3 separate regions of the Mus musculus genome follow, and regions 2 and 3 are each linked to region 1. A link is a contact called in public capture Hi-C data. All regions are on one chromosome and are shown on one strand. The core of a region is the stretch at or near the end of the contact, and the rest is flanking DNA. Distances in the headings are between cores, read along the strand shown.

Region 1 (4,758 bases), core at 1,046-3,545:
AAATACCCAATTTATCTTTAATTTCTGTTCTTAAGTATTTCTCAGTTATTCAAAAAGGGTTAGCTTCATCAGGACCACTTTTTTTTGTTTTTGTTTTTGGAGACAGGATTTCTCTGTGTAGCCCTGGCTGTCCTGGAACTCACTTTGTAGACCTCAAACTCAGAAATCCGCCTGCCTCTGCCTGAGTGCTGTGATTAAAGGCGTGGGCCACCACGCCCGGCATCAGGACCACTTTTAACCATTCTTGCAGAGGTACAACCTAGCTACCAATTCAGTAGGTCTGGAGTAAAGCCTCAGAATTTGTACCCGTCAGTTTCCAAAGTGATGCTGAAATTACTTGTCACTAAAACATAAACCCACTGATCACCATGACACCTTAGAACAGCACAACACCGACACTGCCTGGTGGATGAGTGGAACTGCAGCATCCTGAAGGCCAGCGTGAGCAGAGCCAAGAAAGAAAGCAGAGGCAGGAGGATGGAAAGTAAATAGCAAGCAAAATCCAACAACAAACCCCTGCATATCCTTGAGCCTTATTCCACAGTATGGTTTAAACCAGATCCCTGCCAAGTTCCCTGTGTAGTATGTTCATGTTAACCTTTTACCTGAGACACATTTCTCTGTAATGAGTGAATACTCCATTATAATCACTGTTCTTAAAAGAAGTGGTTACTTGTAACGAGCATTCTAGTTTATTGGCAGCCTGTCCTTTTATCAAATCATGCTGTTTTATTGGCCTATTGTATTTTTTACCATATTGTCTGAATTTTTTTGTTTTGTTTTGTTTTCTAAGACAGGGTTTCCTGGCTGTCCTGGAACTTGCTCTGTAGACCAGGCTGGCCTCGAACTTAGTAATCTGCCTGCCTGCCTCTGACTCCCAAGTGCTGGGATTACAGGCATGCGTCACCACTGCCCGGCCTGAAATAATTTTCATGTTTGATCATGTTACAGACGTTAACAGGCTGCATCCCCTAGCTACAATGATTTATATCAGTTTAGGATAAAACATGAAAAAACCCTATACTTTTTCATTCACATGTGTACTAAGGTTGATGAATGTGAAGCTAACTGTTGTAGCTTTAAAGAACCCTGTTGACTCCAGAGTCAGTCTCAGTGCCATCTTAAGTTTGTTGTTTTTATACCAAATCACTGGACAGCTTATTTTCTCAAACAATTTAACAGGTTCTTCCAGCACCCAAACTGAAGATGACGAACAATCATATCTACAACAACAATGGCTATGGAGTGAGCATTCTTCAGCCATCGGAACAGTTCTTTATTGTAGCAGAAGCAGCTCTCAACAAAGGGGCTGCTTCAGGAGATAAGAAAGATGACAAAATGCTCTCCAAAGTCATGCAAACTCTGAATGTGGAAATGAACAACAACAGGATAGAAGCCAACTTAAAGGGGGATATTAGGATAGTCACCGGGTAAAGTGTCTGGATAGGTGTTCGTTCGTGTTTTATAGTTCAGGAATGTGATAAATGATTCTTGTATCTCAGAAATGGTTGTTTTAAATTCAAAGATTAAAATGTTTAAATGCTTGCTGTCTTTCAATTAGTGGTTTTAATGTGTTGGCTAAGATTCTAGCTTTATAAAGGTGAGTCATATGCCACAGAATTTACTCTAGAAAGCATAGCTAAGGGGCTGGGGATGTAGCTCAGAAGGTGAAGTACTGGCCTGGCATGTGAAAGCAAAGCCCTGGGTTCCAGCACCAGCGCCACAGAATCCCCACCCGAATGAAGAATGCCTATGATCCCAGTCCCAGGGAGATGGAGTTAGTGGCCAGCTTGAGCCATTTTTGGTAATTAGGTTCACCTGGATAATCCAGAATACCTCCCCATCCCAGAGACCTTAACCTAAACCACATAAGCAAACTGAACCTTGTCATAATAAAGTATGCTTCGACAGTTCCTGAGAACTAGGAACATTAATGTCTTTGACAACTATTTTTCCTACAACCTGTATTTTCTCAGCCAAGGGAATCTAAATTCAATGGGATGTTTCCTTGATAAGGACCAATACACAGCTTCTTTGTGTGCATACCAACCAGGGACAGAACCATGAGCCTTACAAGTACTAAGCACACATTCTACCATTTGTCACATTACTCCCTCTGAACTTGATAAGCATCCAAAAAAAAAAAAAAGAGGGCCTCAATTGAGTTGTAACAGCCCTGGCTATCCTAGAACCCCCTCACACTGTAGACCAGATTGGCTTGAACTCAAGAGATCCATCCACCTGCCTCTCTGCCTTGAGTGCTGTGATTAATGGTGTGCTCCACCACACCCAGCTACTCCCAGACAGGTGCTCCTGGATGTAGGGAAGGACTGAGCAAGGCAGTTTGCTTCAGTCCCTGCTAAGACTTCCTTCATAACCCTTTCCACCCCAAGATGCTTGACCAGCATAGCAACAGAAACCCTAAGGCACCCCGCTCCCGTAAGCCTTTGTATATACTCAAGATTCGAATTCACTCAGAAGGGTGTTTGTTTTTAAGACAGTGTTTCTCTGTGCAGTCCTGGCTATCCTGGAACTCACTCTGTAGACCAGGCTGGCCTCAAGTGCTGGGACTAAAGGCATGAGTCACCACTGCCCAGATCACACTGCCTTTTAAATGGCTTTTGAAACCCCCACCCACTCTTTAGCAACTCCACAAACTTTTGATGTTCTGGACAAAGGACTTAGCCACTAAGATTGTTACCAAGGTTCCCAGTCTTTCACACAGCTAAAACCTGAAGGATCACAAAGTCTGACAAATGCATTTGTCCCAGCCACAATTAAAAGGCATACAGATCCATCCTTGCACTTCCAAAAAGTGATTTATACCTAAAACCTTCAAATTCAGTAACTGTTTTAGAAGTCAAAAACAATTTTATTAGCACCAATCCAATGTGCTCTGTGACAATTGTGCTTGGATGTCTGCTGTCTGGACAGATCTGAAGATGACCCCATTCATATTCTCTTGATCTGTCCCCATGGTACCAAACTCCAGATTCTAATCTGAACATGGCTTCCAGAAACTGGTGTTTGTTTTCTGTGGTAAACTTTTAATCTGATAACCTCCTTTCAATTTCTTACTATAGGGTAGTAAGGCTACACTATATAATTAATGCTCATATTAAGAACAGCATGTTGGAGCCAGGCGTGGTGGCACACATTTAATCCCAGAATTTGGGAGGCGGAGGCAGGCAGATTTATGAATTTGAGGCCAGTCTGGTCTGCAGAGTGATGGCTCAGCAAGTAAGAGCACTGACTGCTCTTCCTAAAGTCCCAAATTCAAATCACAGCAACATCATGGTGGCTCACAACCATCCATGAGATCTGACCCCCTCTTCTGGTGTGGCAGAAGACAGCTACAGTGTACTTATGTATAATAAATAAACCTTAGGGCTGGAGCGAGCGGAGTTGACTGGAGCAAGCGGAGGTCCTAAAAATTCAATTCCCAACAACCACACGAAGGCTCACAACCATCTGTACAGCTACAGTGTACTCACATACATAAATCTTTTAAAAAAATGAAAGAAAAGCATGTTTAAGTGCAGTGAGATAATCTACTATGCAAGCTACTTAATCTAACTGGTGCTTAGACCTCCATCTCATGTGAAGAGATCACTGCTTTGAGACTGTGGCAATGACATCGACTAACATCCAAATCTGGGAAACTAGAGCTGGAAGAACAAGTTCTGGACCTATGGAGGGCTCTTGAGTTTCAATACTGAAAAACATGACTATACTCAATGGTTCTCTGTAACTCCAGACTACAAATCTTAGGCTCCCACCATATAGGGGGGTGAACAGTGCATACAACTCAACTTCACATTTCTCAAAGTTATTTATTCCACCCCAAATGGAGCATGTGGGATTTTCTAATTCTTACTTTTCATACCATGTAAAGATCAAAAGCACCAAAACCCATCAATATTCATGGCTAGTACAGCTTGTAAGAGTGGTTACAGAGAAATTATCCTCTAAGCAAAAGGGTAATGCTTTGGGTATAGGATCAATTATTTTATAAGCAAGCTAAGGCCTACTAAGATATAGGGAATAATTTTTTTTTAAGAGAACAGAGATCAGACTAGATGTAACATGCAATGAAGTAACTAAACTCTGTGTTCACACACATGGAAATGACAAATTTTAACAGACTGTTAACAGAGGAAGTCATGATGTTTGGCCCCCATTGATCTGATCTCCCTCCAACAATGCAGACACAGGACTACATACTAATAGTGCTTGCCTAACATGCCACAGGGCCTGGGTTTTCCAGGATTTCTTGTTCCCCAAAGAACTCTAGCAACTTACTGGAAATTTCAAAAATTATCAAAAGCACCTGTAACTTTACATACTTTGGGATACATGTTAATGGGAAGAACTGGCCAACTTCTCTACACCTAAATACTGAGTCATACATTATAGGTCTCACCTACCATTGCCTAAATGTGTTCAAGGCCTCTATAGCTTTTATTTGGCCTTACTTTTCCTGATGCACCCACAACCCCTGGAAACTAATTTGGAATAGAAAATGCTGGCCTTAGTCTTTTGTTTTCAAAGACAAATATTTTAACTAAAATCAGATGTTTTTCACCAGAGTTACTAACACACCTTAAATAAATCTCTGAGGTTGAGGCAAACCAGCTAGTTCCTGGATATACTGAGACCCTAACATTAAAAGGGGGGAATATAGGCTCAACTCTTATTCTGTAAAAAAGAACATCAATGACACAATCAATTTTCAGTATAATACTTTATTTTCTATTA
Region 2 (4,758 bases), core at 833-3,332, 660 kb before region 1:
TATCTTGGGGATCAGGTATGTGTTATCACCCCCCATATCCTACTCTCCCCCTCATACCCACCCCATACCCACCCCATACCCATCTGGCACCCACCCCAGTCGAGTTCCTGACCTCAGGAGCTCCCAACCTTCTCTACTCCAGCTGCAGAGGTCATGCTGACTCCCAGATGTACAGAGGAAACAGCAGCTCTTATACAGCATCAGTGGAAGAACTTCAGTCATTTAGGGCAGGGTCAGAGTTTACTGACATCTCTATAAGCCACATCATCCCCTTCCCTAGCTACAGTATCATCATTCATGAGAGAGCTTCATGTTGGTGTGTTGTTGTTGTGTGTTGGTTGGTAGCTTGGATGTTGGTTGCTTTGTGGTGTTGTTTTAATGGGGGGGAGGGCAGGGAGAGACAGAGACACAGAGACAGAGAGAGAAGGGGTCTGGAAATCAGAGGATAACCTAGAATGTCGATCCTAACTTTCCACCTTGTTTGAGGCAGAGTCTCTTGCTTGTGGCTTTGCCTGCCAGGCTAGCTGGCCTGCAAACTTCCAGGGATTCTCCTGGGATTACAGACAAGTCCTGCCACCACATCCAGCTGTTTACATGGCTTCTTTCTTTCTTTTTTCTTTTTCTTTTTTGTTTTTTTGTTTTGTTTTGTTTTTCGAGACAGGGTTTCTCTGTGTATCCCTGGATGTCCTGGAACTCACTTTGTAGACCAGGCTGGCCTCGAACTCAGAAATCCACCTGCCTCTGCCTCCGGAGTGCTGGGATTAAAGGCGTGCGCCATCACTCCCGGCTTTACATGGCTTCTGAGGACTTGAACTCATGTCCTCTTCCTTGTGTGGAAAACACTTTAAACACTAAGTGATCTTGCTAGCTCAGTGCTTATTGTTTTGTTCTGTTTTTTTTTTCCTCCAATTGTATGTGCATGAACGTTTCGTTTTGCCCGTCATTGTGTAGCTATACATATTCCGTACATGCAGTGTCCAAGGAAACCAGAAGAGGGCATTAGATCCCCTGGAACTGGAGCTACAGACATAGTCTGCGCTACTATAATGGTGCTGGAAACCAGGCAGGTCCTCTGCAAGACCATCAAGTGGTGTTAATCGCTAAGCCATCCCTCCAGGTGGCAGTGTTTGTTTTTTATTAGGGGAAATAAAACGGGTTTACAGCTGAATTGCCTTTGACAAACTGACCTATTAAGGAAAACAGCATAGCGTGACTGGGTGCAGTGCTTTGGGAGTGGTCTTCTCCGTCTCGCTCGCTTTCACAGAGCGCCAGCTTTGCAAGCTGACAGGTCCCAGCCATATTTAAGGTCACAAACCTTGAACAAGTTACAGACTCCAAGGCTCGTTGGGGAAAGCTCTTTGGTTATCAGCGTTGTTGTTGTTGTTGTTGTTGTTGTTGTTGTTGTTGTTGTTGTTAGAAACAATGAACTGATGCCCACAAAGTACATTAAGCCTTCGGAGAGGAACTGGTATTGGGAGAGTTCGCACCAGCTTCCTGCTGCCCCGAAGGAATTCTAAACCTCTGCCCTATTACATCCCTAGCTGGCCCCTCCCTCATCTGCACACCTACTGGGGAGCCCTTAGACGGCTAAATTGGTCACTGCTCTCTTCACATCTGTCTTCACTGCCTCTGAGGCATGTTCCACATCTAAACATTGGACCCTGGGTCTGAAGTGCATACCACACCACCCCTGGAAAGAATTCCCGGGAGTCTCTTATCATGACACTCACCCTGCAGTTCTCCTGGGCTTGCATACTGATTTCCATGATCTGAGCTGTGGCTCGCCTCAAGTAGCTGCTTCCGTTCTCTGTAGGAGGAAGGAGCAGATAACATGGAGAGGAACATTTCAGACTCTTGAACCTGCCTGAGGCCCACAGTAAGGGAGAAACGGGATCAGGGGTGATGTGCCAGCCCCACCTGTTGGAGCGTCAAACTCTCCAAAATGTGGGGAACACTCCCTTGCATCTCAAAGATTACTGGGGAAAGCAGTCCCTCTTTTGTCTCCTTAGCTCCCACTACCACCTCAGCACATTCCAACCTCTCACTGCCTCCCTCTCATCCCCCATTCACTGCCCAGCTCCGCCAGTGACCTCACCCAAGCCTTTGATCTCCTCTCCTCCCTCTCTGAAGAGTTATGGTCCTGTGTTGCCCTCATTCTTCTCAGGCCCCAGGGACATTTTCTCAGAGACGAAATACCAACAGCAACAACCACAACAATGGCCATGGCAGCTAGCCTCAGCTCTGTGCTCTGGGAGAGCCAGAAGCATGACTTTAGTAGCAATGTAAAAGTGCAAGTTTACATGGACTAGCGCTGCACTTGCTAGGGCAGTTGGGGGTCCACATCCTCCTCCCCCTGTTGCCGGGTAGCCACACTCAGCTTCTCTTCTCGCACTATTCCAGCATCGTTATCCCTACCCGAGACACTACAACAGCTTCCTTTTCAAGAAGCTGTTGATGTGTATTTACAACATTTTATGTGTTTGAGTAATTTAGCTGCATGTGTATATGTGCACCACGTGTATAGCCTGATGAGGTCAGAGAGTGTTGGATCTCCGGGACCTGAAGATATGGATGTTTGTGAATCACTGTGTGGGCGCTGGGAACTGAACCCAGGTCCTCTGCAAATGCAAATGTTCTTAATAGCTGAGCTAATTCTCCATCTTCCTACAGTGGCTTTTTAATATGAATCCTTGCCCTGCTAGTGACAAGACTTGAAACACTTCATTCCAGGCTGGTAGGATAGCTCAGCAGATAGAGGAGCTACCAAATCTGATGACCTGAGTTTAATTCCCAGAACCCCCTTGCTCCCATAAACCATCCCCTGACTTCTCCGTGTGCCTCCTTTGCCTCCACGCCAAATAAATATTAAAAACTTAAATATGTATTTCAGGCTGGCGAGATGGCTCAGCGGTTAAGAACACTGACTGCTCAAATCCCAGCAACCACATGGTGGCTCGCAACCATCTGTAATGGGATCTGACGCCCTCTTCTGGTGTGTCTGAAGACAGCTACAGTGTACCTATTTATAATAATAAATAAATCTTTGGCTGGAGCAGACAGGGTCTGAGCGAGCGGAATTGATCGGAGCGAGCAGAGGTCCTAAAATTCAATTCCCAACAGCCAAATGAAGGGTCACAACCATCTGTACAGCTACAGTGTACTCACATACATAAAATAAATAGATAAATCTTTAAAAAATATATGTATTTCATTCCCTTCATCTTCCTCCCAGGATTTTATGTCCCAGTGAGTGTGTATGGGGTGTAAATGGAGATCAAGACAGCCATGCTGGAAGAAGGAGACGCTTTCCCTCCAAGCATACAATCCAAAGCAAGGGGGGATGCAGGAAAAATTGATCCCAAAGTACCAACTCCAGAGATTTGTGTTTTTAAAAAGGGCATCGTGTAAGGATCCTAAACAGAGTATCGCCATCCACGGCTTTCATCGGACTGCCGCATAACTGTTCTGCTAAGTGTTGTTTTCTAAGAACCCCCAAGAGGAAACGGTTACACAGCCAACTGTTGTGATCCAGTGTGCCTCAGAGAACGGGACTGGCAGCTTGGACAGAGGTGCAATTGAGAGTTCCTGGGGCCAGCTGAGGGGGTGGTGACCAGCACACTGTGAGCTCTTAGCTCAAACCAGCATGGGGTAGGAGGAAGGGAATGTCAGGACAGAGCATCAGGGCTCCGGGGACAAAAGATCACTTGTTCGCTTGTTCGACTTTTCCATCATAAGGGCATTATTACCATCTGGCAAGGAAGCTGCAGGTTAGAAATTCTTATAACTGTTTAGCAGACAGTGAGATTAAGACCCATGAATAGGAGGAGCCAAGGAAGAGTTTCCTTATGTGGCGCATGACAAATGTAGGAGTTGAATCCAGCATCTCTGGCTCCCAGTGCAGTGCTTTCTTGGGTAAAACTCAAGGTGAAAGGGTCATATGTATCGAAAGCTTCTACAGAGCTCAGGGCCTCCAGACCCAGCATCTAGCCAATTAAGGCTCCCTGGGAAGCCTAGGGGACTGGGAAATTAGGTTCCAAAAGTCTCCCTACAACCTCAAGCCACATTCCATTGCTAAGGGAAGTCAGGGCAGAGACTCAGACAGGGAGGAACCTGAGGCAGGAGCTGGTGCAGAGGCCATGGAGGAGTGCTGCTTTCTGTCCAGGGTGTCTGGATTGCCCTGGGGGGGGGGGGGGGGAAGCTCTGATAGGATAGATGGTGTCAGCCTTGGGATCAAGAAGGGACCAAATTCTAGGCTGTTAGTGTGGGCGGACCGTAGGACTGAATTCCATTGTGGGAGATGGCCTGTGAGGGTGAGGTCACGTGGAAGGAATGGCCTCCTGCAGATTCAAACTGCAGCCTGTGTTCAGATCACTAATAATGGCAAGATGACAAAGGCAAAGGAAGGCTGGGACCCGCTAAGCATGCAGCTCTGTGTGACTGACTGCACAGGCCACATACTATTATATGTTACAGGGAGCCTACCAGGATAACCACCCAAACACATTTTATAGCCAATTGAAAGTCTTTGTTCCAGCTGGCTGGGACCACACCCAAATGTTCCACGACCTAGGTAGGGTCCTGAGTGTTCAGAACAATGGAGTTTTTAAAGGCCTTACATTGCCTCACCCTGTCACAATAGGCACCGGCCTCATTCAATCCCTAGCCTCCATGACTGTGTTCACAGAGCAAATGGGTTAGAGGAAAAGGTAAGCATAGATTCTGACTTCTCTCTCCTCCCCAGTTTACTGTGGTTATCTG
Region 3 (4,758 bases), core at 1,394-3,893, 610 kb before region 1:
CAATTCAAACATTCATGATGTGCTTCCTTTAATATTTTATATACATTTGAGAATTAAATATACTATACAATACCTGATACTTGAGGCTAGGTGTGTACTGCCTGAAGAGGGGGTTAATGTGCCAGCATCACCTAGAGTGCGGGCAGACCAGTCTGAGACATTCTGACTGATGTGTACCCAGGCTATGACTCTCTAATTTGAGGGTACTAGAGCCAGTACTAATTGGCTGTGCTCTACTACATTATCAGATTAATTTTAAGCAATACAGAAACATACTTTATATTTCTATACAGAGGAAAGCCCCAGAAAGAAGAGCTCACCTATACAAGTATTATAAAAACCTCAGAAAAGAAGCTGTGTGGTTAGAGCAAGAAGCAGAATTATGTCAAATACATACAAAGAGGCTTCGTCCAGGAAGAGAGGCGAGAGGACCCAGCAGAGCTGGGTAAAGATCAGGAGGGTTAGAAAAGATCAGCTCTTCCTCTTCCTCCAAGGCAGCCAGACTCTTTAACAGGTCCGGAGGAAGCAGAGGGGAGCTCTTGGGGTCCTAGTGACAGAAAGGATCACTGTGAGATGCAATTAGGGACAAAAGCACATAAGAATAGCAGCGTGATTGGTTAGTCAGATAACATGACTAAAGGCAAGGAAGGGTAGAGACATAACTGATGTAGCACACAGAGGAAAAGGCTGAAATACAAATGAAAGGTGGCATGGCCAAAAGTGAAGGAAGACAGAGACACAGAAGAGTAAGACTACCAACAGAGCAGGACACAGGCGTGAATGCAGCTAGTGAGTAATTAACACAGACAACAGTGCTTCCAACCTTATGCACCTGTTTCTCTTGAGCAACAAGCAAGAAGATAACTGACTTTGTTTCACGTAATTTAAATACCCACGAGACCTATTTTTAAATTTAGATGACACCCAACTAAGGAGCTCTTCTCAGAATTCTCTATCACAATGCCATTAGGTAATTTTTCTGCCAGGCCAGTACAGCTCAGTAATACAGTTCAGTTATGAACTCTTCTCCAAACACATGGGTTTGAAGAGGTCACGTCTTTATAATGTTTACGTCTCATAAACATGTATCCCTGTTTTATGTATCAACTTAAAAGGCTGTGTGTATCTGAGATATCCTTAAGGTATGCAACCATAGACTGATGATGATTTCCACAGAACCTAGTGATGGGAAAGGACACATACCTCAAATGGCATCCTGGGCACAGGATCCTGTTCTGGACGGAAGACTCCAGGTGACCGTTTGCTCCTGCGGTCCATATTTGGTTGCTGAGCCATTACTGCTCTGTTATCGGCCATGCTGTAGGAAGAATCCCAGTAGAACTCTGGGACCTTGACTTCTGAGGGATTATGGTTATATGGCTCCATGGGGAAAGGCTTCATTTTTTTCTCTAGAGGCTGCTGCTGTATTACAGGAGGTTGCAATGACGGCTCAAACAGTTTTATAGGGTCTTGGGTCTGAAGGTAGTAGGACTGTTTCACAGGCATAATTTTCCCTAGTGGGCTTTGAACCTGAGGGGGATTCCACAGCTGTTTGGAGGCATCTGCCTGTTGATACTAAAAAAAGAGGCGCCTGTCAACCAGATGAAGATAAACTGCAATCTCATTGACAGTTAATACTCTAGGCAAAAATGTAGCTTCCATACGTATTCAGAGAATTTTGAGAAGACAAGGACTTTGAACTCCCATCTTTTTTCAATTCAATTATTTAAGAAGTTTAATGAATGTGTACATAAGATAGGATGTGTTCCCTCTTCTGTTCCAAGTACAACAAGAGTATGACATTTAAGACTGGTATCACATTCACCTTAAACCTTAAGAGTACAAATCTACTTCTATTCTAATGTCTATGTTCAGGTAAGAATTCTTATGGTGCAGGGGTGAAAAGAATGATAAAGCAACTGAGTTCTGTCCCCAGAACCCATGCAAAAGTGCTAGTCATGATGACACATGCTTATAAACCTAGTGGAGACAGGAGGCTCCAGGGTCAGCAGTCTAGTCTAACTGGTGAGCTACAGCCAATGAGACTCTGTCTGAAAGGAGGTGGAGGCATTTTTAAGGATGACACTATAGTTGTCCTTCAGCTTCAACATTAAAGCACAAAACACACGTGCACATACACTTACCTACATACCTATAGATGTACACATATTAAGATTTGCAGAAAACCTTTTAATAGAGCTAGCAATTAAGCATAAACAAAGGTTCTAACATTATTACCCTTCACAAATAAAGCAAGAGGTCAAACATTTAACCTTCCTAGCAACACAAACGTAAATAGTATTTATTGAATGGTCAAACATGGAATTACCTCAGCATTTCTTGCCATTCTAAGCTGACAGTACACGTAACTGTTGCCTACCTGCTGGAATCCAGAGTGGTGAGGCGGGCTTTTCCCCAAAGCTGGTATGACTTTTGTAGGGGATTGCTGTTGCTGAGCTAGAGCTTGAACCTGCAATTGGCTTGTAGACTGTGCTGTTGGCTGAGCTGGTAAAGATGTAAGGGGTGGCTGGGAAGGTGGCTGTGACTGTTGAGGTCCCTGGTTCATTGGCCCTGGTCCAGAGGGCCGTTGCTGGCTGTAAGGAATGTGGGACTGTTTCCCAGCTTGCACCTGGTTTCCTGCTGGAGAGTGAGCTGTAGACTGAAGAAAGGTTCCTGGGACAGAAACACCAGCTGGGAAGGTGTAACCTGAGCCCATAGAAAATGCCACAGGAGGGGGGATAACATATGTTGGGGGCGGGAATCCTTTAAAACAGAAGAACACAGCTTTAGTTCTAAAGAAACTTGACAAAAGAAAGGTGTACAATTTGAGAAGAGGGTGTTTTTACATATTATAAAAAGTAACAATGAACCATGCAGGTCTTTAACATGACATTAAGAAATACAGCTGGGCGTGGTGGCGCACACCTTTAATCCCAGAACTTGGGAGGCAGAGGCAGGCAGATTTCTGAGTTCGAGGCCAGCCTGGTCTGCAGATTGAGTTCCAGGACAGCCAGGACTATACAGAGAAACCCTGTCTCAACATCGCCACCCCCCCCCCCCGCCCCCCAAAGATACTTTCATGTTTTAATGACAGCATGGAGGAATCTTCATAGTAACTGAGTAGCACTAGTGTGTTAACTACAGAGAAATGACGCAACCAGAGCCCCTTAACCATTAGGGAGGCTTTATAGTTCAGCTTAGGAACACTGCCCCAAGGTTACAAAGTACCCAGTGAGTGAACAGAAAGCCCTGCACCAAGGCCTCAGACAGAAGAATGTGTATTTACCTGGTCGGCTGGGAAGAGGAGGGAAGGCTCCAGGGTGATGGATGGGGATGAACTGAGAATTACTCGTTTGACTTGGAGTTTGAGTGACAGGCGTTTTCCTGGCTTCAGACACTGGAGTCTTTCTTAGTTCTGTCTGGGATTTTACCTATAATCAACAGAACCAAAACTAACCATAAAAACCTGGTGCCCATGTATTAGAAAGAAGCACCTACTTTAAGAAAAATATTAAAATTTTACGATGTCCATCTATATTAATATAAGAAAATTAAAAAGAAACAAGGGCTTTCATTTACTAATACAATTATTTTGCTCTCTTATCACAGAAAAATAAGGAAAAGGAACATAGAAATCATTTGTTTACAAGTGAGGTAGCTCATACCCACAGGCATGCCTACAACCTTCAGCTAGGGCTCTTCATGCTGAATTGTGATTTAATGAAAACTTATCTCACAGGTGACATACCATGGCTCCCGGTTTACTTTTAACTAGGTAGCACTTTTTTTTTTAAAGATTTATTTATTTATTATATGTAAGTACACTGTAGCTGTCTTCAGACACTCCAGAAGAGGGCATCAGATTTTGTTATGGATGGTTGTGAGCCACCATGTAGTTGCTGGGATTTGAACTCGGGACCTTCAGAAGAGCAGTCGGCGCTCTTAACTACTGAGCCATCTCGCCAGCCCCTAGGTAGCACATCTTAAGGCTCTTTAAACAAATACAAAAATACTTCCAGCAGCAACAAACAGGCCCAAAGTTCTAAATATCAAGTTAATAAGGAGATGCCATGGGCAGTCCTAAAGGTTGAGCCAAAGGCAAGAAAATAGTTTCAGAAAAAGAGCATGATAATCCTATGTCTGCAAACTGTTGTGTTGTATTGCCAAGGCAAGGTTCTGCTACGTAGTCTTGGCTAGTTTAGAAACTGCTATGTAGTCCCAGGGGGCCGCAAATGTGTAGCAATCCTCCTGCCTGTCTTCTGAGTGCTGGGATTACAGGAATGCACTGCATCCCTGTATGCCAGATTTACTTTAGTATCTACCAGTAGGTTGAGAAGGACTGAGGAGAAAAGGAGCCTTGTGTTAGCAGCATGGGTCTCACTGGGAGGCCACTGCAGAGGACATGCAGAAGATGCTTGGGCTTAGTCCTCAAACACAGGTCTAGTGAATGTGGTGGGGTTTTGTGTTTTTTGTTTTCTTCATACCCTCTTCTCTTCAGGCCATTTCCTGTATGTGTGTGTGTAGTTTAGAGGATGGCTCAGTTAGTAAAATGCCTGTGGACATGAAAATGAGAATTCATTCTCCAAATCCACACAAAAGTACCAGCTGCAGCACTTACGGTCCCAGTAAGTGACAAGGAGGAGTCAGGAAGAAGGGTCAATGACTAGAGTCTAGCTTAATGCTGCACTCTAAGCCAATGAGGGGCCCTGTGTCAAAGGGAAGGGTGACACTTAAGGCTGTGCTCTCACCTTCATGCAC

What was found. Capture Hi-C pulls out chosen DNA fragments and counts their contacts.
Region 2: a contact with region 1 is called in a capture Hi-C map of embryonic stem cells, with 15 times the contacts expected there. The contact joins two enhancer-like sites. A contact is called at or near these places in 13 of 39 promoter capture datasets (the C10 cell line, the HPC-7 cell line, cranial neural crest and 7 more), 3 of 15 datasets of contacts at CTCF or cohesin (embryonic stem cells, large pre-B cells and stem cell-derived epiblast-like cells), 10 of 484 Hi-C or Micro-C datasets (B cells, cerebral cortex, embryonic stem cells and 2 more), 6 of 115 datasets of contacts at active chromatin or transcription factors (astrocytes, embryonic stem cells, extraembryonic endoderm stem cells and 2 more) and 3 of 9 other capture datasets (adipose tissue, embryonic stem cells and embryonic tail).
Region 3: a capture Hi-C map of embryonic stem cells shows a contact between it and region 1, with 12 times the contacts expected there. The contact joins two enhancer-like sites. A contact is called at or near these places in 11 of 39 promoter capture datasets (the C10 cell line, the HPC-7 cell line, cranial neural crest and 6 more), 87 of 484 Hi-C or Micro-C datasets (the AML12 cell line, the C10 cell line, CD4 T cells and 46 more), 9 of 115 datasets of contacts at active chromatin or transcription factors (astrocytes, effector CD8 T cells, embryonic stem cells and 4 more) and 1 of 9 other capture datasets (embryonic stem cells).

The regions. Positions count from the first base shown.
Region 1 is chr1:153,451,031-153,455,788 of GRCm38.p6, forward strand. Shcbp1l (Shc SH2-domain binding protein 1-like) reads left to right here. Exons shown (of 10, transcript NM_001033162.2): 10 at 1,183-1,544. The coding sequence ends at 1,434. It overlaps Dhx9 (DEAH (Asp-Glu-Ala-His) box polypeptide 9), which reads right to left. Exons shown (of 28, transcript NM_007842.2): 28 at 4,728-4,758. Among named protein-coding and RNA genes, the nearest start is that of n-TIaat13, 5.3 kb to the right of the region's middle. Within about 2 kb of position 2,296, at least 17 of the 459 cell types and tissues checked have an H3K27ac peak or open chromatin away from gene starts, as enhancers often do. A contact at or near this core is called in embryonic stem cells and stem cell-derived epiblast-like cells, where this site is marked.
Region 2 is chr1:152,789,354-152,794,111 of GRCm38.p6, forward strand. No RefSeq gene overlaps it. Among named protein-coding and RNA genes, the nearest start is that of Ncf2, 8.4 kb to the right of the region's middle. Within about 2 kb of position 2,083, at least 91 of the 459 cell types and tissues checked have an H3K27ac peak or open chromatin away from gene starts, as enhancers often do. A contact at or near this core is called in embryonic stem cells and stem cell-derived epiblast-like cells, where this site is marked.
Region 3 is chr1:152,842,833-152,847,590 of GRCm38.p6, forward strand. Smg7 (Smg-7 homolog, nonsense mediated mRNA decay factor (C. elegans)) reads right to left here. Exons shown (of 23, transcript NM_001160256.1): 15 at 3,287-3,431; 16 at 2,381-2,763; 17 at 1,204-1,575; 18 at 398-547. Among named protein-coding and RNA genes, the nearest start is that of Ncf2, 45 kb to the left of the region's middle. Within about 2 kb of position 2,644, at least 6 of the 459 cell types and tissues checked have an H3K27ac peak or open chromatin away from gene starts, as enhancers often do. A contact at or near this core is called in embryonic stem cells, where this site is marked.